Linked DNA regions of Sus scrofa: all the other regions are linked to region 5. Evidence: chromatin contacts called from public Hi-C and targeted proximity ligation data. All regions are on one chromosome and are shown on one strand. The core of a region is the stretch at or near the end of the contact, and the rest is flanking DNA. Distances in the headings are between cores, read along the strand shown.

What was found. Hi-C and Micro-C count contacts between places; a contact is called where the count stands out from the background.
Region 1: a targeted proximity ligation map of alveolar macrophages shows a contact between it and region 5. A contact is called at or near these places in 1 of 47 Hi-C or Micro-C datasets (embryonic fibroblasts) and 1 of 2 datasets of targeted methods (alveolar macrophages).
Region 2: a targeted proximity ligation map of alveolar macrophages shows a contact between it and region 5. A contact is called at or near these places in 2 of 47 Hi-C or Micro-C datasets (both in embryonic fibroblasts) and 1 of 2 datasets of targeted methods (alveolar macrophages).
Region 3: a contact with region 5 is called in a Hi-C map of embryonic fibroblasts, with 1.8 times the contacts expected there. A contact is called at or near these places in 1 of 47 Hi-C or Micro-C datasets (embryonic fibroblasts) and 1 of 2 datasets of targeted methods (alveolar macrophages).
Region 4: a contact with region 5 is called in a targeted proximity ligation map of alveolar macrophages. A contact is called at or near these places in 1 of 47 Hi-C or Micro-C datasets (embryonic fibroblasts) and 1 of 2 datasets of targeted methods (alveolar macrophages).
Region 6: a contact with region 5 is called in a targeted proximity ligation map of alveolar macrophages. A contact is called at or near these places in 1 of 47 Hi-C or Micro-C datasets (embryonic fibroblasts) and 1 of 2 datasets of targeted methods (alveolar macrophages).
Region 7: a targeted proximity ligation map of alveolar macrophages shows a contact between it and region 5. A contact is called at or near these places in 1 of 47 Hi-C or Micro-C datasets (embryonic fibroblasts) and 1 of 2 datasets of targeted methods (alveolar macrophages).

The regions. Positions count from the first base shown.
Region 1 is chr4:39,432,621-39,436,134 of Sscrofa11.1, forward strand. No RefSeq gene overlaps it. Among named protein-coding and RNA genes, the nearest start is that of TSPYL5, 71 kb to the left of the region's middle.
Region 2 is chr4:40,290,861-40,294,261 of Sscrofa11.1, forward strand. No RefSeq gene overlaps it. Among named protein-coding and RNA genes, the nearest start is that of PTDSS1, 84 kb to the right of the region's middle.
Region 3 is chr4:39,346,615-39,350,300 of Sscrofa11.1, forward strand. No RefSeq gene overlaps it. Among named protein-coding and RNA genes, the nearest start is that of TSPYL5, 14 kb to the right of the region's middle.
Region 4 is chr4:39,522,678-39,525,885 of Sscrofa11.1, forward strand. The region is part of intron 7 of CPQ (carboxypeptidase Q); the gene reads right to left. Among named protein-coding and RNA genes, the nearest start is that of TSPYL5, 160 kb to the left of the region's middle.
Region 5 is chr4:39,805,255-39,808,817 of Sscrofa11.1, forward strand. All of the region lies in intron 2 of CPQ (carboxypeptidase Q), which reads right to left. Among named protein-coding and RNA genes, the nearest start is that of CPQ, 49 kb to the right of the region's middle.
Region 6 is chr4:40,063,167-40,066,626 of Sscrofa11.1, forward strand. The region is part of intron 1 of SDC2 (syndecan 2); the gene reads right to left. Among named protein-coding and RNA genes, the nearest start is that of SDC2, 65 kb to the right of the region's middle.
Region 7 is chr4:39,540,044-39,543,424 of Sscrofa11.1, forward strand. The region is part of intron 7 of CPQ (carboxypeptidase Q); the gene reads right to left. Among named protein-coding and RNA genes, the nearest start is that of TSPYL5, 180 kb to the left of the region's middle.

The sequences.
Region 1 (3,514 bases), core at 886-3,385, 370 kb before region 5:
ATGGACTCAGAAGGATGGCTGGGGCCTGGCAATGTAGCGGGGGGCGGGGGGGCAGGGTGGGATCCAAGGCAGGCTTCTCTGGGATCCTGTGTCTTGCCTGCCTGGCATTGACTAGTCAAGGACCACTCTCTCAACCCCTCCATTTCCCTGGGGGCCGAATTGGCAAGATGGGGCACTTCTGGGTGAATGTGGTCCTTTCCGCCTTGACTCTGGCTCCTGTTGACAGGTGCCCACGGACACAGGATGCCTCCAAGTTCAAGGCACAGAGGACCCGAATTTGAGAACATGCTTTGACAAGGGGGCCATGCCAGGGGCACAGAAGCTCGCCCGCCCCCCACCCCACCGTCTCCTCTGCTCTGATAGTTTCCCTGCCATGGATCTGGTCTCCAGAGTTAGAGCACAAGCTCCAGGATGCAAGAGCTCTGGTTTCTTTGAGGAACCCCCACAATATCCAGGGAGGTTCTCCATACATTCTTGCAGGTTGACCAAGTTCTGAAGTGACTTGTCGTTTTGCCCCTTTTTCCTAGAAGGCAGCCTCGAAGTGACAGCGAGCTTCTGTCTCCTCAATGAGAAGGCTTCCCCAGGAGCATTTTTGTCTTGCCAACCTGACTATACAAACCCTAGGATAAGGGTTAAATAGTCAATGACACAAGTATGTAGCAGTTTAGGGATACACATATGTTTAAAATTACATTGCACATATTTTATTTTCATTTCTTTAAAACATTGGCTTTTACTACGGATACCTTGGGCAGCAGTGTCTTTCTCTCACCAGAACACATCTCTGGCTTTTTCTCCCCTCTCAACTGTTGGGTGCAGCTCTTCCGAATCTGAGGAAAATGGTCAGGAACCTCCCCATTGTTTTTATGATGATATTTCAAGCAGATCACTTATGCTGCATCCTGAGGGCTCTTTAGCTAGCTTGTTCCCAACATCTAATGCAACTGGGAGGCCACCACCTCAGCAATCGTCACAAATTGGTATTATATTCTTTGCCTTCTTTTAACATTTTTTTTTTCCAAAGGGCCATACCCACAGCATGTGGAGGTTCCCAGACTAGGCGTTGAATCAGAGCTACAGCTGTCAGCCTACACCACAGCTCACAGCAACAGTGGATCCTCAACCCACTGAGCGAGGCCAGGGATGGAACCCACACCTTCATGGATCCTGGTCAAGCTCGTTAACCACTGAGCCATGAAGGGAACTCCCTTTTAACCTTTTTTTAAATTAAAAAAATTTTTATAGCCGCACTTGTGGCAATATGGAAGTTCCTGGGTCAGGGGTTGAACCCGAGCCACAGCTGTGACCTATGCCACAGCCTTGGCAATGCCAGCTCCTTAGCCCAATGCCCAGGGCCAGGGATGGAACACTTGCCTCCACAGTGACCTGAGCTGCTGCCTTTGGAGCCCTAACTCACTGTGCCACAGAAGGGACTCCCCTTTGCCTTCTAAATTTTTCGCCAAATTTATATGGTCATCTCTATAAACATCTCTATAACTAGCATCTCTATAAGCTAACATCCACAGAGGTCATGTTAGCTTAATATGCTTTCCCTAAACAGGCCTTCATTGGTCCAGATAAAGTTTTAGAGAAGAGACTTTTTACTCTGAGAAATGAGACTTTGTATAGGCTCAGATAAAATCAACTTTCCTCTCCTTCCCCCGCCTTTTAAAGGTAATTTTTATGGCAAGAAAGAACTCAGCTAATCTCAGGGCTTACATAGTATTTCAAGTTTAAGAATGAGGGAGATTTTTACTCCTCCCTTCTCAAGGTTGAAGTGCCTCTTCTTCCAGGAAGCCCCTCTGGCCAGCTGAACTGGCTGCTCCTGCTCTATTCCGTGGAACCTGCCCTTTGCCCCATCGCAGCATTCCTCGTCCTGCCACTGATGTCAAAGGGCAGTGCCCACCCACTGGTACTGGCCCTGGCATCTGTTCCCTTGGCAGTGGCTTCCCTCTGCCCAAGAACAACTTTGCCCGGGTCAAACCAACTGTAATCATCACCCTTTACAACAAAGGGCTGGGCCCTCTAGAGGAAGCTCGGTCTCCATCCCTGCGGATTTCACCTGGCCCTTTACGGCTCAGAGCAGCTCCAGGCTTTTGTCGGAGGAGCTGCTGGCAGCGCCCCCGTGTGGTACTCGGTTACTGCCTGACTCAGATGGACGCTTTGGGCTCAGGTCCTGAAACAAATATCCACCACATCCTGGACACTTGACCTCTGAAGCCATTTGGATTTCACAACGTCACTCTTGAAAAATGAAGTGACATAGCTCCTGTCTGACTTGGCTGCTTGTCACACCCTATGCCCTTGTATTCTTGCCGCCACTCAGGGCTTTTGGAGACATCCTCGCAATTCCCCCACGTCCCATCCGTTTGCATATTCTTCCAGCAGAGGACACTACATATCCAGGCTGCTCAAAACCCGGGGCTGCGACTGGGGTCAATGCGTGGCATGAGGTGGTTGGTTGTATCCAGGATTTTAGCGGCAGGGCTTTTCTGTCTTCTATCCCCTGCGAAAGCCCATTTGTCAACGATGTTTCTGGCACTCGCTAATAGAGTTCTGTGATCTTGTTCATCTTTGGGGCTCAGCTGCCTTAGGTGCAGTCATGGTGGGGGGAAGCCCTCTCAGTCCTCAGACACAGGTGAGGAAAGCTGTGTTTTCTGAGGATGTTGTTGCTCGGTGGCTATGCTCTCAGCTAACGGCAAACGCACGACAAGTTCACCGCAAGGAGGAATCCCCTGCCTTGGAAGAGATGCATCGTTTTGTGAAGCAGATAAAACCACTGTTGGAGAATTGCTGGCGTCACATGCAGAGCCATTGACAGATGTTTGGCGGGTTAGGACAGTTAACAGGCAGAGAAGAGAAGCTAAGCAAGAAGAGGTTATGGAAAGTGGTTTAAAAGAGAAGAACATGAAAGGAATAAGAAAGACCTTTGGGGAACAGTGACGAAGGCCTCAGATATCCACACAGGGCTTCTGCAATGGTCTTCATCATGACTGCATTGCAATTCAGATGAGGATGCTTTCGTGTTATGTGACCATGACATCAGAGATTGATCACCTCTGATGGCCAGACTCAGTGCTTGTTCTTGGCCTCAACTTGACCACAAGCAGGACTTCAGGATGGAAGATGCTTCTCTGTGGGCATCCCCACTGATGGCTCCTACCCTTTATGTCCTTCCTGGGCTTCTCTGATGTGTTGGTTCTGCTGCTGCTCTTCCAACAGGCACAAGTAGCCCGGAAGTGCCAGGAGCATCAGTGACCCCGGGGAAAACGCATGAGCCATCAGAGCAGGGAGCTGGTGAGAAGGACACTTGTGGTCAGTGGCCAGGTGGACGACTCTGCCCTCCTTGGAGGGTCACTGGTGAGACAATGCCCTTCTTTGCCACCAGGAGTGACCTTGACAATGCATACGCTATGTCACCTTCCTTCTTCTCTTCCACTCTGTTTCCCTCAGCTGTGACCCTGGGATCTCCCTTGGACTCAAGGGGCAGCACAAGAGTCCCTGACTCAATTTA
Region 2 (3,401 bases), core at 656-3,155, 490 kb after region 5:
TTCAGGAATGGACCTGCGGCTGAGGATATCCTGTGGCCCAGTTGTACCCATCCCCTCAGACATTTTTGAGGGCCTCCACGCCCTCTTGTGTGGTCTGGCTAGTCCCACGTCGGAGCTGAGCCTGGCATTTTGTGAATCAAATGTGGTCCAAAGAAAACAGCAGGAAGACCTGAAGGTGAGGGTGGGAGTGAAGAGGTGCTTGTGAGCTTATATATTTCTGTGGGTGGACACGCCTGTGATCTCCGGCATCACATTCCCACGCACCACGCTCTGCCGTCGGCGTACTTCCTGACCACACGAAGAGAAACACAATCCCATCCACTTTAATAGATGCTCGGCCAGACTGGGGCTGTTAAAACAGTGGCTTGAGAACTTCAAGACGCCGGGTGTTTTTGCAGCTTTCACCCATCATTTGGAAGCAGGACGAGGTTGGGTTTGAGGGCAAAAATGCTGAACACCAGCACTGTGATCTCAGGAACTGGATTCTGTGGTCCGGGAAGGGCGGCAGGAATTCACGCGGTGACCAGCGGCCCCTTCCTGCCTCGGCAGAGCGTGGAGCTCCTTCCGCCCCGCATGTGAAATCTAAGCCGGGAGCCGACCCGCAGCTGGAATGAACATTCAAACCCAGCGGTCATTGTGTCTTGAGGATGACTTTGCGGCTGTCTTCACCGCTTGCAGCCGCGCTGAGAAGTCTGTTCCCACCGAGTGAGCAGACTTTGACTCGTAAGAGGGACAGGAAGAGAATTTCAAAAAATCTTACCGGAAAACCACCTCTGAGAAAGTCAAAACGGGGTTTGGGGCGGGGGAGGAGGGGGGTAAGGCTGACCACACCAGGGGCTGGTCTAGAGCTGGGCCACCAGATCAGCAGGCAGAGAACGGTCACCTCCAGTCCCATCCCTCTTTGTGAAGAGTGTGGCATTTCAGTCTTTGGCCAGTGAGTCATCAGAAAATGTTATTTCTCATTTTAGAAAAATACCTAGGAGTTCCCGTCGTGGTGCAGTGGTTAACGAATCCGACTTGGAACCATGAGGTTGAGGGTTCGGTCCCTGGCCTCTCAGTGGGTTAAGGATTCGGCGTTGCCGTGAGCTGTGGTGTAGGTCACAGACGTGGCTCGGGTCTGGTGTTGCTGTGGCTCTGGCGTCAGGAGGTAACTACAGCTCCAATTGGACCCCTAGCCTGGGAACCTCCATATGCCGCGGGAAGCGGCCCTAGAAAAAGCAAAAAAAAAAAAAAAAAAAAAAAAAGAAAGAAAGAAAAATACCTGATCTCAGTGGGACATTTCACTGTTATCTGTTCTCCCTAAAAATATGGTGGTGGCAGTGGGGGAACCCAGACCCTTAGAAATTAAAGCCATATGGATACCATATTTAAAAAAAAGAACGCAAAACACAACAACGCAGGCCATTACATGATTGCTGACCGTAGGAATTCAGTATTTATAATTTACATTCTTTCCCATACTTTGCAGTCCTTTTCAGAAGTGAAGAGCAGAGGTTTACGGCCTCGCCAGATCGTAAATCAGATTCCTGAGGGCTGAGGGAGCTGCTACAGGCAGGGGGCATCGCCTTCCGACAGTTTGCAGAAGGCAAGGAAACGTCAGGAAAAGAACCCAAACAGACAGAGGGGGGGCTCTGCTTCAAGGAAGCTCGAGACACCCGTTAGTCCCGCCACCAAGCACGGAAGCAGCAGAAAACGCAGGGAAGATCAACATCTGCAGTCGCTGCGGGCACCACCGCTAAGTGCGCACCAGGGGGAGGGGAGCCCCCCGGGGCTCCTTACCCTCCATCAGCAGAGGCTGCCTGAGAGCCAGGCGGGGGGGTGGAAATAGGTGGAGGCTCGGGTCCAGGAACCCGGCAGAAGACGTGTGCGCAAGAATTAAATCAAGGAGCCTGGGGTGGGAGGAAGAGCATCAGGGTTGATCTGACGCCCCCTAGTGGCCATGTGCTCTTGGGCGAAGTACTCGAGCCTCAGAGCCAGGGAAACGTGGAAAACAGGCAAACTCACAGGATTGAAGAATACACATACATTTGGGGCTGGATGCAAAGGGGAGCGGGGGAGGGGGTCTTAAGCGACGCCCCTTATCTAGAATTGGAAGTGCTGTTCTGGCACCTGGCTCCCTAGCAAACCCAGCTGAGTGGTATCCAGGAAGATTCAGGGGAGGGAGGGTGTCTCAAGACACACCACCTCTCCAAGAGGTCTTTTGAAGCACCCCAGTCGCCCGAATGCCTTTGTCTGGAAGATCTGTCGGCAGGGGCCCTGGTGAACTCATCCGCCTACTCCTGGCCTGGCTTTCATTCCCTCTGAGAGAAGGCAGAGGATTTTAAACATTTTGAAACGTGGGGATCTTGGCGTGCCTTTCCCAGGTTGCACCCGTAAAATACCTAATCAGCCCATGATGTGTGCAGATGGACTGACGGATGAGTCAGGCGAGTGGGAACAGTAAGGTTTACAGTCCAGATTTTCCAGCATGGATGGTTACATAAACCATGCCTGCAATTTGATGCTGTAATTAAGGCTATTGTGTGTATACTTCAGACATGTGAATGCAATATTTTAGGTTTTGGGTCTCTGATTTACCTTCTTTTACTTTTAAAGGCAAACAAATCTTATTTCCCATGGTTGTAAAGTCCACATGAGTCCCCTTTACTCAGCGTCCAGAAAAGGGACAGACACACCCTACACAGGAAGACTGGTGTCTGAGGAGCTGAGGAGATTTGTGGGGGTCAGGAGGTCAGGCATATGGGGAATACCTTCTGCCATTAGCACCCACAATTTGCAGACCCTTGGCAATGATGTTTTCAGAGTATTCCAATAACAAACAAACAAAACTAACTCCCAGGGCAAAGAGGTCCAAGCACGAGCCCAGAATGGCCAAGGAGCTTGGGGGTCCGGTTGCATCAGTCGTGATAGCAAAACTCTCAGACCAATTCTATTTTCTTTTTTCCCCCCTTCTTCTTCTTCTTCTTCTTCTTTTTAGGGCTGCACCTGCGGTATATGGAGGTTCCCAGGCTAGGGGTCTAATCAGAGCTACTAGCTGCCAGCCTACACCACAGCCACAGCAACACAGGATTCAAGCTGCGTCTGTGACCTATACCACAGCTCAGGGCGATGCTGGACCTTCACCCACTGAGTGAGGCCAGGGATCAAACCTGCAACCTCATGGTTCCTAATCAAATTCATCCACTGTGCCACGACGGGAACTCCCCAATTGTATTTTCTGAAAGATGTTCGTGTTGGCGCTGGGTTTATGAGACGCGGATGGATCTGCCAATACCCTTCTCTTTGCTCCAAGAAGGCAATGCTGGGGCTTAGGAGTCTCTTTTACCAGTACTGCAGACAGGAAGCTTGCCCGTCACCCACCCCTCCAGCCAGCTGCTGTACACAGAGACCAGTTTTCAACC
Region 3 (3,686 bases), core at 112-2,611, 460 kb before region 5:
TTAAATGATGACAAGCCTGCATCTTTGGGCCATCAAAGTCCAGCACCAGGTAGGTTGGAAGGAACCTTTGATCCTCTCTAGCAGAGGGTTTACCTTGCATCACCTGCTACAAGATGTCGACAAGGGAGGAAGGACTGGAAAGATCTAGAAAAGCTTTGCCCTGCGATGTTGTGCTTTGCTTAGAAAGACAGCATTCTGGCATCTCTTAACGATGGCTTCATTTGGGTGTATTTTTAATCCAGGAGATTAAACCAAGCCATCATTAAGAAGGTGATCCATGCATTTGATTGCTGTTAAGAGGGAGAGGAACGGATTTTTTCCCCGACCCTTGTTTTTGTACTAATCTTCACTTTATTTCCTCTCCTCTCCTTGGTGATGCCCTTGTGGCTTTTAGTCTCTGGCAGGGCCATGGGTGGGCAGCTGCCTTGGCAGCCATCGCTGATTCATCTCAGTGAATCATCTGCCTGGGCATCTGGGCTGGGAGAGAGTGACGTCACTGTACCACCCCCTCCTCCTCCTCTCTGGCCTCCTCTTTAATTCTCTGCAGGTTCATCACAGGTGCCTTCAGCTGCCTTGGGGTCTGGGAACTTGCTGAGCTTCCTAAACACCGGGTGACCCCAGGGAGGGAGCCCTGGTGTGCTCACCGATGCAGGGCTGACCTCCTTCACCCCGCTCACCACGAAGCCATTGATAGATTCAAACAGAGGGGAGGTGACCAAACCGACATCCAAGGCAGCCAGATGTCCACGAGTCAAGCTTCCCTGCTCAGTCTCTCTGCTTTGAGGTCAATTATTATAAACCATCATTTTGTAGGAAAACTCTTTTTTTTTAAATCACCTTCATTACTTCCATTTTTAAAAAATTACTTTTTATAAAAGTATTATTGATTTACAATGTGCCAATTTCTGCTGCACAGCAAAGTGACATATATATGTATATATGCACACACACACATATATACTTTTTCATATACTTGGCCAGCCTTGTCTATTTGAAGGAATGCTTTTAATTCAGCGGTTGTATAAACCATGGTCTGTTTCTCAGCAATTATAATTCAGAGCCTACAGACAGCAGTAATCCCTGGTTTGATCTCTTTTCCTTCCTTTCCATTTCTTTCTTCATCTCTCTGCTTCAACCGCCCGCCGCCACCCCCACCCGCCCCCCCGCCCCCTGCCCTGCAAACTTAACAGTTTCCAGCTGTGTATCATTTGGCTCTGTTTCCACTCCAGTTTTTTTCTAGGATATGCAGCTGGACCCCATCCAGGTCCCAGATGTGCTATTTATTTGTGCTGAAGCATCTGGGTCTTGACACAGTCCTGTCACTGCAACGTGGCAAACTTGCGAAAACCCTGACCAGCAGCCAGCTCGCAGGCTGCGTCATCCGAACAAGCCACGGCAGCGTTTCCAGGGAGCACAAGGCTGCAAGGCCAAGGGAAGGGACGTGGGGGGGCGACGGGGACCCAGGTGAAGCCAGGAGCTCACAGTCGAGGAACATCGCAAGATGAAGGTTGGGTTCCTTGTAAAGCAGGGGGTTTGCTGCAACATCCAAAAAACTCAATCTCCTCCATTGGTGCACTGGAGGTGAGGCTACCCAGTTAAAGCCAGTGATCATCATTCCTAAGTGACAGGGCTGTGCAGGCCAAAGATGCTTGCCCAGGGTTTGAGGAACATAGGGCTGTCTGGTAGGGATAGAGGATTGGGCGTTGAAAGTCCTGGTTCTGGTTCCGGACTTTCTACCGGTTCTCTCCTTGACCTGGGGTAAGCCTCTTAATCTGGAATCTTATCTCCTTTCCTATGAAATGAGAAGATTGGGTTAAATTGTGGGGTTTTCAGCTTTTGTTTTAAAAATTCAAATGAAATCTTAAGTGGAAGCCTCATGTATGTATGCACTCAATAGTTTGCTGAGGGGAAGTGGTCCTAGCAGCATTTCGTTAAGCGGCATCACTGGCAGCCGTCTCAGGGCCCACTGGACCCACAGAGCACAGGGGAGGTGGGGTGTCTGAGGTTCCACCATGCTCGCCTCCAGCGCCACGGGCTTGGTCACAGGGCCATGCTCCTTAGTGGCACTGGGAACAAAAACAAACCTCCCCCTCTGACATGCTCTTCCTAGTTCCTCCCCTGGCCCTGCCTCCTTGAGGTCCTCCACCCCCTCCTCCTGGTATCACCCTCTTCTCCTTAGCTCCCTGCAGGGGTGGCCAGCCATTCAGCTCTCTCTTCTCTGAATGCGCCTCTGGGAAGTAAGGATGGGGCCAAACATTTATAATGTCATGGGAAACAAACACTAGGCAGTCAAATCTTCCAGACCACGAAGATGGAGCCTCTTTTTGCAGAGGTTCTGTGAGTTTTTACATCAAAAGGAACTTCTTGGAGTTCCTGTCATGGTGCAGTGGTTAATGAATCTGACTAGGAACCATGAGGTTGAGGGTTCAATCCCTGGACTTGCTCAGTGGGTTGAGGATCCAGCGTTGCCGTGAGCTGTGGTGTAGGTTGCAGACCAGACGCGGCTTGGGTCCCGCATTGCTGTGGCTCTGGTGTAGGCCGGTGGCTACAGTTCCGATTCGACCCCTAGCCTGGGAACCTCCATGTGTCGTGGGAGCGGCCCTAGAAAAGGCAAAAACAAACAAACAAACAAACAAACCAAAAAACAAAACAAAACAAAACAAAAAAACAAAAAACAAACCCAAAACCCAAAACACAAAAACCAAAAAAACAAAAGGAACTTCTTTCTCCTTCCACCTCAAGTCCCATCATCAAAAGCCCCATTTTTCATCCTAGCCCAGGACTGAGGGCAAGGACTCATCTGGGTGTGTGTCCCTCTGTCTGGCCATTTCTGAGACAACTTCATGGGACCTCAAGGGCTCCCTGGAGCACAGTTTGAGGACCCCTGCCTGAGAAACAACCATCACTCCCAGTGCCTGCATCCTAAGAACTGTGCTGAGAGAAGAGTATTCTTTACCTGGATTAGAATCCTAGGAATTATTATTTATTTATTTATTTTTGTCTTTTTAGGGCTGCACCTGAGGTATATGGAGATTCCCAGGCTAGGGTTCGAATTGGAGGTGTAGCCGCCGGCATACACCACAGCCACAGCAAAGTCAGATCTGAGCTGTGTCTATAATCTACACCACAGCTCATGGTAATGCCGGATCCTTAACTCACTGAGTGAGGTCAGGGATCAAACCTGTGTCCTCATGGATGCTAGTCAGATTCATTTCCGCTGAGCCTCAACAGGAACTCCTGATGAGCTTTATTTATTTATTTATTTATTTAGTCTTTTTAGGGCCGCACCTGTGACATATGGAAGTTCCTAGGCGAGGGGTCAAATCAGAGCTGTAGCTGCCAGCCTACACCATAGCCACAGCCGTGCCACGATGAAAACTCCCATATTTATTTATTTAGTCTTTTTTTTTTTCATTTTTTAGGGCTGCACCCACAGCTTATGGAGGTTCCCAGGCTAGGGGTCAAATGGAGCTGTAGACGCCGGCCTACACCACAGCCACAGCAACGCCAGATCCGAGTGCATGTGTGACCTACACCACAGCTCACGGCAATGCTGGATCCTTAACCCACTGATCGAGGGCAGGGATTGAACACACATCTTCATGGATACTGTCAGAGGAAATTTTTGGACTAGAGAGGACCTTTGGAGGCCCTACTCTCTTTTTTTTAAAAAAAGTTTTAGGCGT
Region 4 (3,208 bases), core at 419-2,918, 280 kb before region 5:
TCCTGCATTCTGCTTTCCAAACACACTAAACTTCCGGTTCCTCACTGTGTCATGCTCACAGGGTCTACCGAAGGAGAAAATGTCCCAAGATGAAGAGTAGGGGGCAACACCCGGGTCACGATGACTAAGCAAGGTCCAGCCAACAGACCCTAACCACCCCACCCTCGCCTCTGCTTCTGTACATTTGCTTCTGCATCAGCAATCCTGCTTGTACCGACTCAACCATCCTGATCCTGCCTATACCCACTCCGGTCTGTTCCACCAAGCATAGACCCAGAAGAGCTAGCCCATAAAAGTCTTGTGAAGCCCTTCCTCAGGGCTCAGACCCCAGAGAGAGAGAGATCTCCTCTGGGCCTGCCGGCGTAATAAACCTGAGTTCTCCAACTCCCTGAGTGCTTGCTTGCTTGCTTGCAGGGTGGTAGAGCTGTTGGAGCTGATACACAGTGGCTGCGGAGCTGCTGTATAATGGCCGTAACCCTGTGTGTCCCTACATATGGCTCTTGGTATGTGAAGCCCCCATTCCCACAGTCAGATCTTTCAGCGGACTTCTGGGTAACTTTGCTGACTTAAATGTCACCTCTTCTTGGAAGCTTTCCCAGATCCTCTGAGGCCAGACTCAGTGCTCCTTTCCTGTGTCCCTACAGTGCCCTGCACTTTTAATAAGAAGGCAGTCAGGACACTTTTTTTATAGTTGTCTCTTTGTGTATCTATGCCTCCTAGTAAATATAAGCTCCAGAAGTAGGCACTGTTTCTTTTTTTTTTTTTTTTTTGTCTTTTTTGCCATTTCTTGGGCTGCTCCCATGGCATATGGAAGGATGTGGAAGTTCCCAGACTAGGGGTCGAATCGGAGCTGTAGCCGCCGGCCTACACCAGAGCCACAGCAACACGAGATCCGAGCTGCGTCTGCAACCTACACCACAGCTCACAGCAACGCCGGATACTTAACCCACCGAGCAAGGCCAGGGATCAAACTCGAAACCTCATGGTTCCTAGTCGGATTCATTAACCACTGAGCCACGATGGGAACTCCAAGTAGGCACTGTTTCTATCTTGACTTTTGTTGGATTTTATTTCTACCCGAGTGTTTAGTGAAAAAAAATCAAAAAAATGAAAATGATGTTAAATACTTCTGAATGAGGAAGCGTACTTTGCAGGGGCTGGGAGGCAAGAAGAAAGTGAAGCGGCACAGTCAGGTGAAGAGATGAGCAAAACGGCAAAATAAGGAGGTCTAGGAGGGTGAGCTTCCTGGGGACTCTAGCTCACACTGTCCAGCACTAAAAATGCAGGATTTTTCTGTAGTCGAATAAAGACAACGGGAGTGGAAAGAGAAGACTTGTTTTGGGGTAGTCTTTCTGGGACTATCTGGGATAACTGCCCAGAGTCTATGATGGACCAGACAAGATGCCAGTCTGCTTTGAGAGCGAGCAAGAGAGAACAGAGAAAAGAGAACAGGGAGGGTTGTGAGGCCCCCCCCTCTTGTCTCGTTCAGGATATTTGCCAAGAATAAGCCAACTGTTTCACTGTCTCCCTTGGAAAGTGAGCAGCCTGAGCTCAGGTACCAGGCAGCAGCATGTTACTCAGTGCCTTCCCACACCCAGAGGACTGACGGCGTTAACCTGCACTCTTGAATATAACTCAGGCTCTCCGCTGACTGGCGAGTGATGAAACAGGAGCTGAAGCAATTTATCGTTTCAAGATGATGGCAGCTGGCAGACAGTGCTGGTGAGAAGTGGAGTGGCTCATTTTGAGCAAGCGATGTCAAAAAAAAAAGAGGTTCTGCTGAGCCGCTGGCCCTCTGAATCATGGCTGCAGACATCTGGGGTGTCCTTGTCACGTAGGGGAACTGAGATGGGGGCTATCACCCTCCCCTGGGGAGGCTATAATAATTCACAGGAGAGAATAGTTACGGAAGGATGAAGCAGCGGGGAAAGAAAGCTTCATGGAGACCCTGGCACTTGTGCCAGGGCCTTGAAGCCTTAGCTTCTAGGGGGGAAAAAGAGAGAGCTTTCCTCATGAGAATTTCTCCCAATACTTTGGGAAAAAGGCATGGAAGAGGATATGAACACAGTATGCTCAGGGAATAGCGATCAGAGCAGCTTGCCTGGAGAGGCCAGCTCCCATTGTAGAATATTGGAAGTTAAGACAGGACAAAAAGACCCTGCAGTGTTCTACAGGTAAGATCAATGGCTCACTTACCCAGCTTCAAAAGGCTGCAACTAGCTATTTTTTATGTTGGAAAAGAAGTCCAATAATTTGTATCACTTGCTGCTATGAATCTGATAAAAAGCCTTTCCCGAAGACGGTAACAAATGGCCACAGGAGCCCTGTGCTCAAGCTGCAGTTCGGTAACACACTGCCGGGAGAGTCAGACCAGATTGATTTTGTTGGGCCGCTCGGCTGCTGTCTATACAGAAGGCCCAGAGTCTCTGCCTCCTGCATGTGGTTCCATCTTATTCTGTTTTGTACAGCATTCGAGAGAGCCAGCTCTAGGAAGTGGACTGGGGTGGGCAAAGACATGAGGCACAGCTGCAGACCTGAAGAAGCTCAAGGGGAGAGGAGCGAGATGCTCTAATAACTCAGAGCCACGTGTCAAAGCAAAAGGTGAACAAGGACCCGGGAGTAAGAAATGGATGTGGAGCAACTGGAACGCTCATCCATTGCTGGCGGGAACCTTGAAGAACGGGACGGGGTCAAACCACTTAGGAAAGCAGTTTGGCAGTTTCTTACAAAGTTAAACATACCTCTCTCCTACAACCCAGCCAGTTCCACTCCCAAGGAGGGAAAAAACGTATATCTACCAAAAATATCTTCATAAGAATGTGCAGAGCTTTATGCATAAATACAAACAAAGCTGAAAAAAAAAGCAAAACGTGTCATTAACAGGAAAATGGATAAACAAATTGTGGACACAAAATGCTCAGCAATAAGAAAGAATGAACTAATGATAAATGCAACACGGATGAGCCTCAAAAACAGGATGCGTTGCTAAATAAATATGACACAACTCCCTGCACTTATTCCATTTATATGAAATTCAGGCACAGGAAAAACTAACCTCAGATGATAGAAGTCAGAATGGTGGTTGTCTCTGGAGATGAGGGGGAGGTTGGGGGGTGTCTGGAAAGAGGAATGAGGAAACTGTCTAGGGTGATGGGAATGTTATATCTTGAGTTGGGTGGTACTTACACGGGTGCCCACGATTATCAAA
Region 5 (3,563 bases), core at 852-3,351:
CCTGATTAGGGAAAGAGCCCTACCTTAAGTGATCCCATAACCTCAGACAAGTTGATTCTTTCAATAGTCATTTCCTGAGTGACCACTATGTGTCAAACATTATACTAGATTATGGAGATAGAGAGTTAATCCATGTTTTCCTGGAACTTATAATCCAGTGCAGAGTCAGGCCGTTGGAGTGCATTGCCCAGTTGTTCACTAAACTAACTTTCCTCTCACCATGAGCACAAAGATAGACCAAACTGCATTCTGGCTAGTGGAATGTAAGCGGAAGCAAGGTATGCCATGGCCAGGCCTGGCACGGAAAACCTTTCCCTTGATTATCGACTTTCTCTCCCCAGCTCCTGATTAGCCAAATGGATGCAGAGGACCCCGCAGAAGACTCTGATTTCTTAGAGGTGATGGAGCCACAGGATGGAAAGGAGCAGACGGCTACCTGCGGAGCACCCTCCTAGAATCATTATGTGAGTAAGAAAGAGATTCCTGTTGTGTTAAGTGGCTAAGTTGTTTGTTACAACAGTTAGTCTACCCCCACCAAAGCAGGCACCCAAACTACCTCCAAGACTTTGATGCAGAATATACACCAGCTGACATGAGCTACCCAAAAGAGATAGCTCACCTGGGCTAGAGTTGGATATCAGGGAAGGCTCCCCAGAAGAAGAAACACTTCAGATAAACTGAAGGATAGTGTGAAATAGTGAAGAAGGGGATCGAAAAGTTGCGGAGGAAGAAGCATTTGCAAAGTCATGGAACTTTGAGGAAATGGGGTGCACTAGGAAAGTCTTAGTGACCCCTGACTAGAAGAACGTGGAGTGATGTTGGGAAATGGAGTTGCTCAATGTGTATTTGCTGAAATGACTTATACAGAGCAGAAGCTGGGAGATGTAATAACCATTAAAAATGATGGATAAGGGGCAAGAAAAAAGTAATCAAGGATCATCTAACTCAGAGTGCAGAACAGATGGCATTCTCTTCACTGAGAAAATGCAGGGGAGAGGTGAAAGAATGAGCTCAATTAGGAAGGAAGGAAGGAAGGAAGGAAGGAAGAAAGAAAGAAAGAAAGAAAGAGAAAGAAAGAAAGAAAGAAAGAAAGAAAGAAAGAAAGAGAAAGAAAGAAAGAAAGAAAGAAGAAAGTAGTCAATAGTAAGAAATGCTTCAGAGAGTTAAAGATGATGGCCTGAAAAATGTCCATTATATTTGACAGCTAGGCAGCTATTTGTGACCTTAACAATTTCCATTTAGTACTGGGAAGAGCCAGGTTAAAATGGTCTGCAGAGGAGTTCCTGCCATGGCGCAGCGGAAATGAATCCGACTAGGAACCATGTGGTTGTGGGTTCGATCCCTGGCCTCGCTCAGTGGGTTAAGGATCTGGCATTGCCATGAGCTGTGGTGTAGGTTGAAGATGCAGCTCAGATTCAGCATTGCTGTGGCTCTGGAGTAGCCCGGCGGCTACAGCTCTGATTGAACCCCTATCCTGGGAACCTCCATATGCCTCCAGTTTGGCCCGAAAAAGACAAAAAGAAAAAAGAACACAATGAACTTCTTTGCAGAACAGATACTGACTCACAGACTTTGTTTCCAAAGGAGACAGGTTGGGGGGTGGGGGGATGTGCTGGGGGTTAGGGATAGATATGCTATAAAATTGGGTTATGATGATCATTGTACAACTATAAATGTAATAAATTCAGGGAGTAATATATAAACAAAAAAAAAGAGTCCACTGAAACATGTCTGGCTATAAAATCAATGAAAAAATTAGAACCAGTCCGGATCTAGAAATATTAAGAAAAACGGCGTTTGAATACACATTATATGTTGCCAACCCCAAATCTTAGAGGCTGGATAAAATTCTTCTGGTGCTCCTAGGTTACAGCCTCGGTTTCCAGATGTCCTCATTACACCAGGAAAAAAAAAAAAAATGCCAATGAACCCTGGCAGATTGCTGTGCATTAAGTCATCTGGGAATTTATTAGTCTTATGAGTAGTAGTTCTTAAATAAATGTTTCTGGCAATCACCTAGTTTCACAAAGCAACAGACTGGCTCCATAATTTAGGCCTCATGACCAGTGAAATCATGGTGAATGACCACAAGTTGCTGAGTATGTTATTCTAAGGGGTAACTGAGGGATTCTGGGAAGTAAGCTAGCTATTTCAGGACTTCCCTCCTGGGATGATTAACCATCCAAAAGAATATGGTCAAATTGCTATTTTACTAGTCACCAAACCTTTAAAGACTCTACAAAGAGCATTATTTTTAGCCCTATGACATCACTGTAACTAGGTTTTCTCTCACAGAACTTTTTAACAAGTGGCTTTAACAAGCCCCATCTTCCTCCCCAGGAAGATAACTTATCCCCGTGAAAGAAAAACTTCCTTTCCTTTTCTCTGCCCTTTTGGAAAGCTTTCTACCTGGGTTTCCTAGTCGCTGATGTCTCCTCAGTTATTTTCTTTTCAAAGGTGTAGGGTGATAATTAATTAAGGTCAGGCAACTGTGTCTCCAGCTCCGAAGAGCACATGTGCAAAATAACAAGACATTCCTTTACACAAAAATCTAAAGATCTAGGTTTGAGATCCAAATAAATGCTATTTGCAGTTATTTATGCATGTTTTTCTAATCTTACAGAGACCAGGCTATAACACTAAAATGGCACTTCTTTCATCGATGTTTATCCTTGATAGGTGATGTAGCTACTAAACTCGGCCCAATGTCTTCAGGTCAATTTTTAGACTGTTTACCCACTGCAATGCCAAATTTCCTCTTAAGACTGAAAGTCGATAAAGTGCTTTGCAATGACCCCAATCAGAACTACAAAGAAAAAGACAAAACTTACGACGTGACCCTCAGAAAATACCACCAAACGTTTACATAGACCTTTATAGATAAAATCATTTGGTAAATGAGTGTTCATCATCACTGATTAATAGAGGAGAAGAGTGAGGCCCAAAGAGTTTTAAGAACATTCCTAAGGGGGTAAGGGATTAACAGGTACAAACTACTATGTATAAACTAAATAAGGAACAATAATACATTGTTCAGCAGAGGGAATTATCGCCATTATCTCATAATAACTTGGGGAGTATAATCTGCAAAAATACTGAATCATCACGCTGTACACCTGAAACTACACTTCAATTAAAAAAATAAGAACACTCTCAAGGCCTAATAGTTCTTCAGAAGCAGAACCAGGTCTATATCCAAGGTGCTCTGCTTTCCCAACTCTTTCCACTACACGATAGATGGCCCCCATCAGGTTACCCACTTTATTTTTATTTCACTTCTCTAGTGAAAATGGAAAAAAAAAAAAAAGCCTGGCTTCCTCTGAGGTCATTCGGAATCTTTGATGAAATGCAGACATGAATTCAGTTCTCCCTCCAGTGCAAATACATAAAATATATTGGTTATAGAAGGAATGTTATGGCATCATCGTGGATGTGGAAAACTTTTTAAAGGAATGCGCAAGTGATGCTTGGAATCCTGAAAGGGGCAATGAAGACATGACAAACAAATGACCAAATATGGGATAGGGGAAAATTCCATGAACCGTCAGTATTTTCATTTGACT
Region 6 (3,460 bases), core at 730-3,229, 260 kb after region 5:
AAAGGACGTGAAGGAAGACGGCGATGTCTCAGAAAACCTATTCCAAGAAAAAAGAAACGGCCACAAGAGGAACTGGCCCCCAGGTTCACAGGAGTTGTAATCACAATGAAAGGAGAGTCGTCCCAGAGCACTGGGCCTGCCAAACACACTGAGCTAGTCCAGAACTCTTTTTTGTTCTGTTTTTTTTTTTTTTTTTCTTTTTTTCCCCTTGGTATCTCTCGTCCAGAGATGCCCCAAATGACCTGCCTGCTTGCATGAACAGTCAAACTCGGAGTTCCTGTCGTGGCGCAGCGGAAACCAATCCAACTAGGAACCTTGAGGTTGCAGGTTTGATCCCTGGCCTCACTCAGTGGGTTAAGGATCTGGCGTTGCCATGAGCTGTGGTGTAGGTTGCAGATGTTGCTCAGATCTAGCGTTGCTGTGGCTCTGGCGTAGGCCGGCAACTGTAGCTCCGATTAGACCCTAGCCTGGGAACCTCCATATGCCACGGTGCAGCCCTAAAAAAAGGACAAAAAAAATGACAAAAAAAGTCAAATGCAATCACCTGCAAAGTCCAATGGAAGCCAAAATTAACCACCCTGAAGCCAGCATGCACTTGGTGATGAGCAGTACAAGCGGTGTAAAGGCAGAGCCTTGGAGCTACATAGGTTAGGTTAATCCTGGGTTCCACCTGCTCAGGGACTTTGGCCAAGTGATCTACCTGCTCCGGGTCTCTGGTTAATTCACCTGTATACGGGGGGCGGATAACAGCATATACTTGCCTCCCAAGACGGCAGTGAGGATTCCAAGACTTAACAAACACAGTCTGCTTAGCACTGCTGCTTGGCACATAAGTAAGCAGTACACGGCTGCCGTTACCAGTAATTATTTAGTGATGGGGGTCGGTTTTCTACCCTCCCAGGAAGAAGAGGTGGGTTGGATGAGGGAAAATTAAAATACAGGCAGCTTTTCTCTCTTAGTTCCATTTAATGGGTGAGAGGTGAAATGCTTGGGGCTTGTGGGAGGAATGTGAGGTATCCCTCAGCAAGTACGAGAGAGGTGTTTTCTGCACCTACGCCAACCTTCCCCAGGCTGGGTGGGGGCCAAAGAAACCCTGGCCCAGGGAATGGGCTCACAGGCTAGAATGAAGTGGGAGCTCCCAAGGGACAGTCACCTACTGTTCCAGCAGCCCTGCTCAGCAGCGGGCGATGGGGAGACTTGAGTAAGTGTGCTGATCACTGGCTGAGCAGGAGACAAGTTCCAAGCCCTGCTCAACAGGAAGGTACAGCCCTCGGGCAACAGGGGACCTTGCCAGACAGATGATCACAGACAGATGATCACAGAGATGGAGGGTAGGAGCCAAGAGCTGAGGATATCAGGACTGGAAAACTGATCAGGGCACCCATCAATAGGAAGCAATGCGATTCCTGTCACCCCAGGAGTGAGACCCATATCTGGGGACTCCAGACATGGATGAGGAATAATCAGAGAAGAACACTGGGCTGGTATGATTGGCCAGTTTAAATAAGAATCACTGTTGGAGTTCCCGCCATGACTCAGTGGTAACAAACCCAACTAGTATCTATGAGGACGTGGGTTTGATCCCTGGGCTCGCTCAGTGGGTTAAGGATCCGGTGTTGCTGTGAGCTGAGGTGTAGGTTGCAGACACACGCTGGATCCTGAGTTGCTGTGGCTGTGGTGGAGGCCAGCAGCTGTAGCTCCGCTTCAACCCCTAGCCTGGGAACCTCCATATGCCACAATGTGGCCCTAAGAAGCAAAAAAAAAAAAAAAAAAAAAAAAAAAATCACTGTACAATGTTTCCATAGATTTTTTTTTTTTTAAATAAAATGTGTCTAGAGAAGAGAGGTCAGGGGACTTGTTTGAAACTAAGTGATTTCCCAAGGGCCTTGGGTCAGAATCAGCCCAAGTCAACAGAGGTATTACATCTACGAAATGGGGAGTATCCAAACTCCTTCCTCATAAGCAATAATAGTTGTATTGTCAGCCAGTCAGCTTTCTTTTTCAGCAGAATCTGTCTGTCTCTGGGAATGACTATTCACACTCTCCATCAACTGCTTAAGTTACACTCTCCATCAACTGCTTAAGTTATCGCTAGAGTCTACCCAAAATTCTACAAGTGAGACTGGAGAAACCATCCCATCTTTCATTTTTATTTTAATTTTTACATTTTACATTACACACACTTAGAAATATGAGACCCCTTTTGGGGGTTCAAACTTTCATGTGAGTAGAGAGGCCCCAGTCCATCTATGTTGTCTGTCGTTGGAAGGACTATACACTCCTTGGGAAACCCCAAAAGCCCAAGTGTGAAATTTCCAACAGAAAAGAGAGAGAACAGTCTCAAGAGTGAGCTGGATTTCAAAACTGATGAGTCACAAAGGTTCCTAACACTATGCTTTCAGCTAAAGGACTAGGACTCATAAACACACTATATTACGACCACTTCCAGGCTTGGCTTTAACCTTAGGAAATAGATTCTATTTGTTTTAAACAATGCTCAATTAAAAAAAAATCAGTAATAAGTACTTACTGAGCCTCTACCCAAAAACATTTTGGGATTATAGCCCTCAGAAAAGAAACTGATATGAGGACTTTTCTAACAATTTTTTTTTTTTTAAAGTGGTCACACCCGTAACATATGGAAGTTCCCAGGCCAACTGAATCCAAGTCACAGCTGCAACCTATGCTGCAGATGTGGCAATGCCAGATCCTTTTTAACCCACCGTACTGGGCCAGGGATCAAACCCGCGCCACCGCGGCAACCCAAGCTGCTGCAGTTGGATTCTTAACCCACTCACTGTGCCACAGCAGGAACCCCTGAGATGAGGACTTTTAAAACTGTGTCTTCCCTGATGGGAGGCCCTAAGATAACAGCCTGATGAAGACACTGCAAACGTGGAGGAACAGAGGGTCCATTAATAAACATCCCCCAAATTATTGTCTCTAATGGGTCAATTTGGGGAAGGAGACCTGGTCCCATCTACCATGTAGTAATGCTCCCTAGTGTCACTGTTATTAGGATTGAATCTCCCCTTTCCCAACAACTCACAAGCCAAGCATCTCTAAAAAGGCTGCTCAGTTCACAGCAGCTGCTGAACAGCTCTCAGGGATAAAGACCCCAGTCCCATCTTCAGGGTTCTCTACAGATAAGGACTTCTGTTAGTCACTTATCCCACACCCTGCAGGAGCGCCTCAAACCACCAAGCCCTTCAGGGTGATTGTGATTCAAGAACAGGAAACAAACATAATCATGGGGGGGGGGGATTTTTTTCCCCTCCTGGTTGGGAGGAAAATAAATGCAAAGGAGATAAATAGGGGGAAAGTTTAGAAATACTCCAAATTATTTTCAAATAACACTCTTTCCTAAGTTTTTCCGAAGAACTAAGGATCTCCATTTCAGTTTAAGAGTGTTCTGCAGATCCTGACTCACAGACTTTGAAAAACTTATGGTCTCCAAAGG
Region 7 (3,381 bases), core at 763-3,262, 270 kb before region 5:
TGAAGAGAGACACATACCCTATTGCATCTAAAAGGGAGAGTGGGGAAGGATGGATAATGGACAGCCCTTTGCTGAGCGAGGGAGAAAACGGAGGTCGGGAGCATGTCAGTGGAGACTGTTTGGGTGAGGAAGCGACCGAGGACATGGGGCAGGAATACGTGGCCTCATCGAGGGCCCAGCCAAGGCTAGAGGCCATGCACCTGCAGCCTCCCCAAGTCAAGGTATGTGGGACTTTCTCAAGCAGCCCCTGGCCTAGAGGCAAAGAAGGAACAAGGAAGGAGCTGATCCAGGATGTCCAGACATCTGGGGGAAAGCTTGTGCTCATGAGCTGTTTCGAGATTTCCTCAGCCTGAGATTTCATTATGCGTCTGAACAATTTGCAAACCTGCAAATCATCTGAGCTTTTCCCCAAAGCTGTGTTGAATACTAATTCATCTAGATAGACAGGGTAACCTGCAAGGGAATTGGAGCCGTTAAACTCAATTCTCTCCCGACACTTGGGAAATGAATGGAGAATTATGCGTCCAATTCTCAATCCTTGGAGAGCCGAGCACAAAAGTGTTATATAAGAGCTATCGGAGGAGAATTTTGTTCCTTTCAGAATGCTCAGCCTGATACAAGAGAAAAAGAAAAAGAACAAAGGAGCAAGGAGGCTTTGACACACCCCCAGGAGTAGAAGGAGGAGCTTACCAGGTGCTTTCCCCACCTGTTCATGAAGCCTCACACCTTATGGTGTTGGGGAGCCTCCAAGTATTGGATCTGAACAGGCTTTAAAGTAGAAGCAAAGAAATCACCAGGCAAATGGGTTCCCTTAGAGATTTCATATTCTGATGGGTGGTTTAACCTCTCAGTAGGCTTAGTCCTTACAAAGAATCTGGAAAAGAAGAGGGGCCACTGTCTGTGGCCAGGGTACCAAGTATCAAGTGAGAGTTCAGTCTCCGTGGTTATCTAAGCCGCTCAGTGGCAGCGCAGGGGCCCTCCCTGCACCCCTTGAGGAAGGTCCCTCTCTACTGAGTGTTTCTGCAGAAGTTCCTGTTGGAAAAGAAGAGCACCCCTCCCACACTATTCTATGTCTATGTGAAAATGAACATTTCATAGGCGTCACACCTTAAGGTCCTGAGGATAACCGCAGTTGACAAGAGATTTCAGACAGATTTCAAAGGTAATGGGGGTTAGAACTAAATGTCGCACAGTTTTCTACTGAGTTTTCATCCTGCTTACTTTCTCCTCAGTTAAGAAAACCTCCTGGAACATGAGCTGCCTTTTCTCATAATTTTAGCAGCCCATGATTTCAGTATCATGAGTCAGTGCCAGGTGGTATACATATGTGTGTGTATAAATGAACAAAGAAATTATAAAATGGTAGGAATCATGTGCCTTGTTGGTTATTGATTCTAAGGGTTCTTGCAGCTTATCTGGCTGCAAGGAGTTCAGATAGGTCTGATATTTTATGTCCCTCTGTCAACCATCTATTCCACCCTTGAGTAGACTTTGGCCATAATTTTATATCCTCTTGCTCCTCCTTATAATTTCCTACTAACCTATAGTTTCTTGGGGAGGGATCTTTCCTCACTCTTCCTACTGTTCCTAAATCCCTAGATGTCCCTAATGCGTAGGTTCTTAAATGTTAGGGACATATAACTTGAGATCAGATAAACTGATCACATCACACACAATGGCAAAGCTTAATAATTCTCCATCCATTTCCCAAGTGTCAGGAGAGCACTGAGTGTAAAGCACCTACGCTGAGAAATGTTCACAACAACAAAAATCATACTGCTCTAAAACTGATTTTACCCAACAAAGACATTTGAACTGGAAACGGAGAAAGCAGCCGTTGACATCTGGGAACTTGTGTGACACCTACAGGTAGACGGCAGGGTGGTCGAAGATGCCAGACCATCTTGTGCTCCAGCTGGACGGGTAACGAATCTCATGGGACACCAGCATCAGATAAGGGCATTCTGTGACTGATGAAGCAAGCCAAAACAGGCCATTTCATAGTTTTGCCCAGACTAAAACAAAGTCACTGTGCAAACCACAAAATACTAAACATCCCCTTTTTGGCGTCATATGAGTGACGGCTGCTTCTTTCACGCATTACAACATCAGTCTCCATTGAGTTTGCCCTCCATAGACAGGAGATTTAAGATGCCCAGTCATTAAATTATCCCCCTTCCAGAGAGCGACCAAGCTAGAGTAAAGCCTTGCTTCCCTGGACCCATCCAAACCCTGCCCTAACCAAAACCCAAATCTTCCAAGTCCTTTTTGACATCCTTTGATTGAGATGCCTCCTGGGTCCTCATGGGATGCGTCCTGCCTCACTGCAAGGAGTTATAAGAGTGATAAACCTGCCTTGCTCCACCACAGGCATTCCCCTGGCCGTTGACAAAGCTGCAAGAAGTGACTCTTGCAGCTGTGAAGTGACCAGAAAGGGTGATGTGGCTAAAACAAGAGGGAGGTTTCCCTGGTGAGGGTGGGCAAGGATGCTTCCTTTAAACATTCCGATTCCAAAGAAGCATTGAGGAGTTCCCGTCATGGCTCAGCGGTTAACGAACCTGACCAGTATCCATGAGGTTGCGGGTTCAATTCCTGACTTTGATCAGTGGATTAAGTATCTGGTGTTGCTGTGAGCTGTGGGGTAGGTCACAGACACAGCTTGGATCCTGCATTGCTGTGGCTGTGGTGTCAGCTGGCAGCTATAGCTCCTATTCGACCCATAACCTGGAAACCTCCATATGCCGAGGTTTTGCCTAAAAAGACAAAAAAAAAAAAAAAAAAAAGGAAAACAAACAAACAAAGAAGCATTGAGAACTTCCCCTCACTCAGTCTTTCTCTCTTGCATGTAGTCTTGTATTGAGGCACCCACACACTGACTCATGAGTGGGGAGGCTTTGTGGTTTAACCTGACTTTTAATCCCATATCTCATTTTAGGCTGGCTCAGCGGCTGTTTGCTATTGTTGGCGAGTCGAGTACGGTTGACCTCCTGGGTTCTGAGCGTGGGAAAGTAAGAGTTCCAAGGGCACCAGTTCAAGGGTGGTGTAGACAGGCAATCTGGCATCTCAATATCGTTAGAGAAATGAATTGAGACAGGATGACAGTAAACGTGGAAGTTAGAGGCAGTGTCTCTGAGGAAACAGGTTTACAAACCATCATCCCAAACTGAGGGAAGTTATTCTAAAACACAAGGGCAATGCTTCATTTTCTACGGGTGTTTGGTTTCTGGAAATCTGTTACTTAGGTAACGACACTACCTCAGAGAAATTAGTTTATTTTCACAAGTTGTGCCTCAACATTTGTCAGAACATCAGCATTGGGGGATAGAAGGCAAGGATAATTATCTCCACTCACATACTGGAGAAAACGGAGTCAGGGTGATA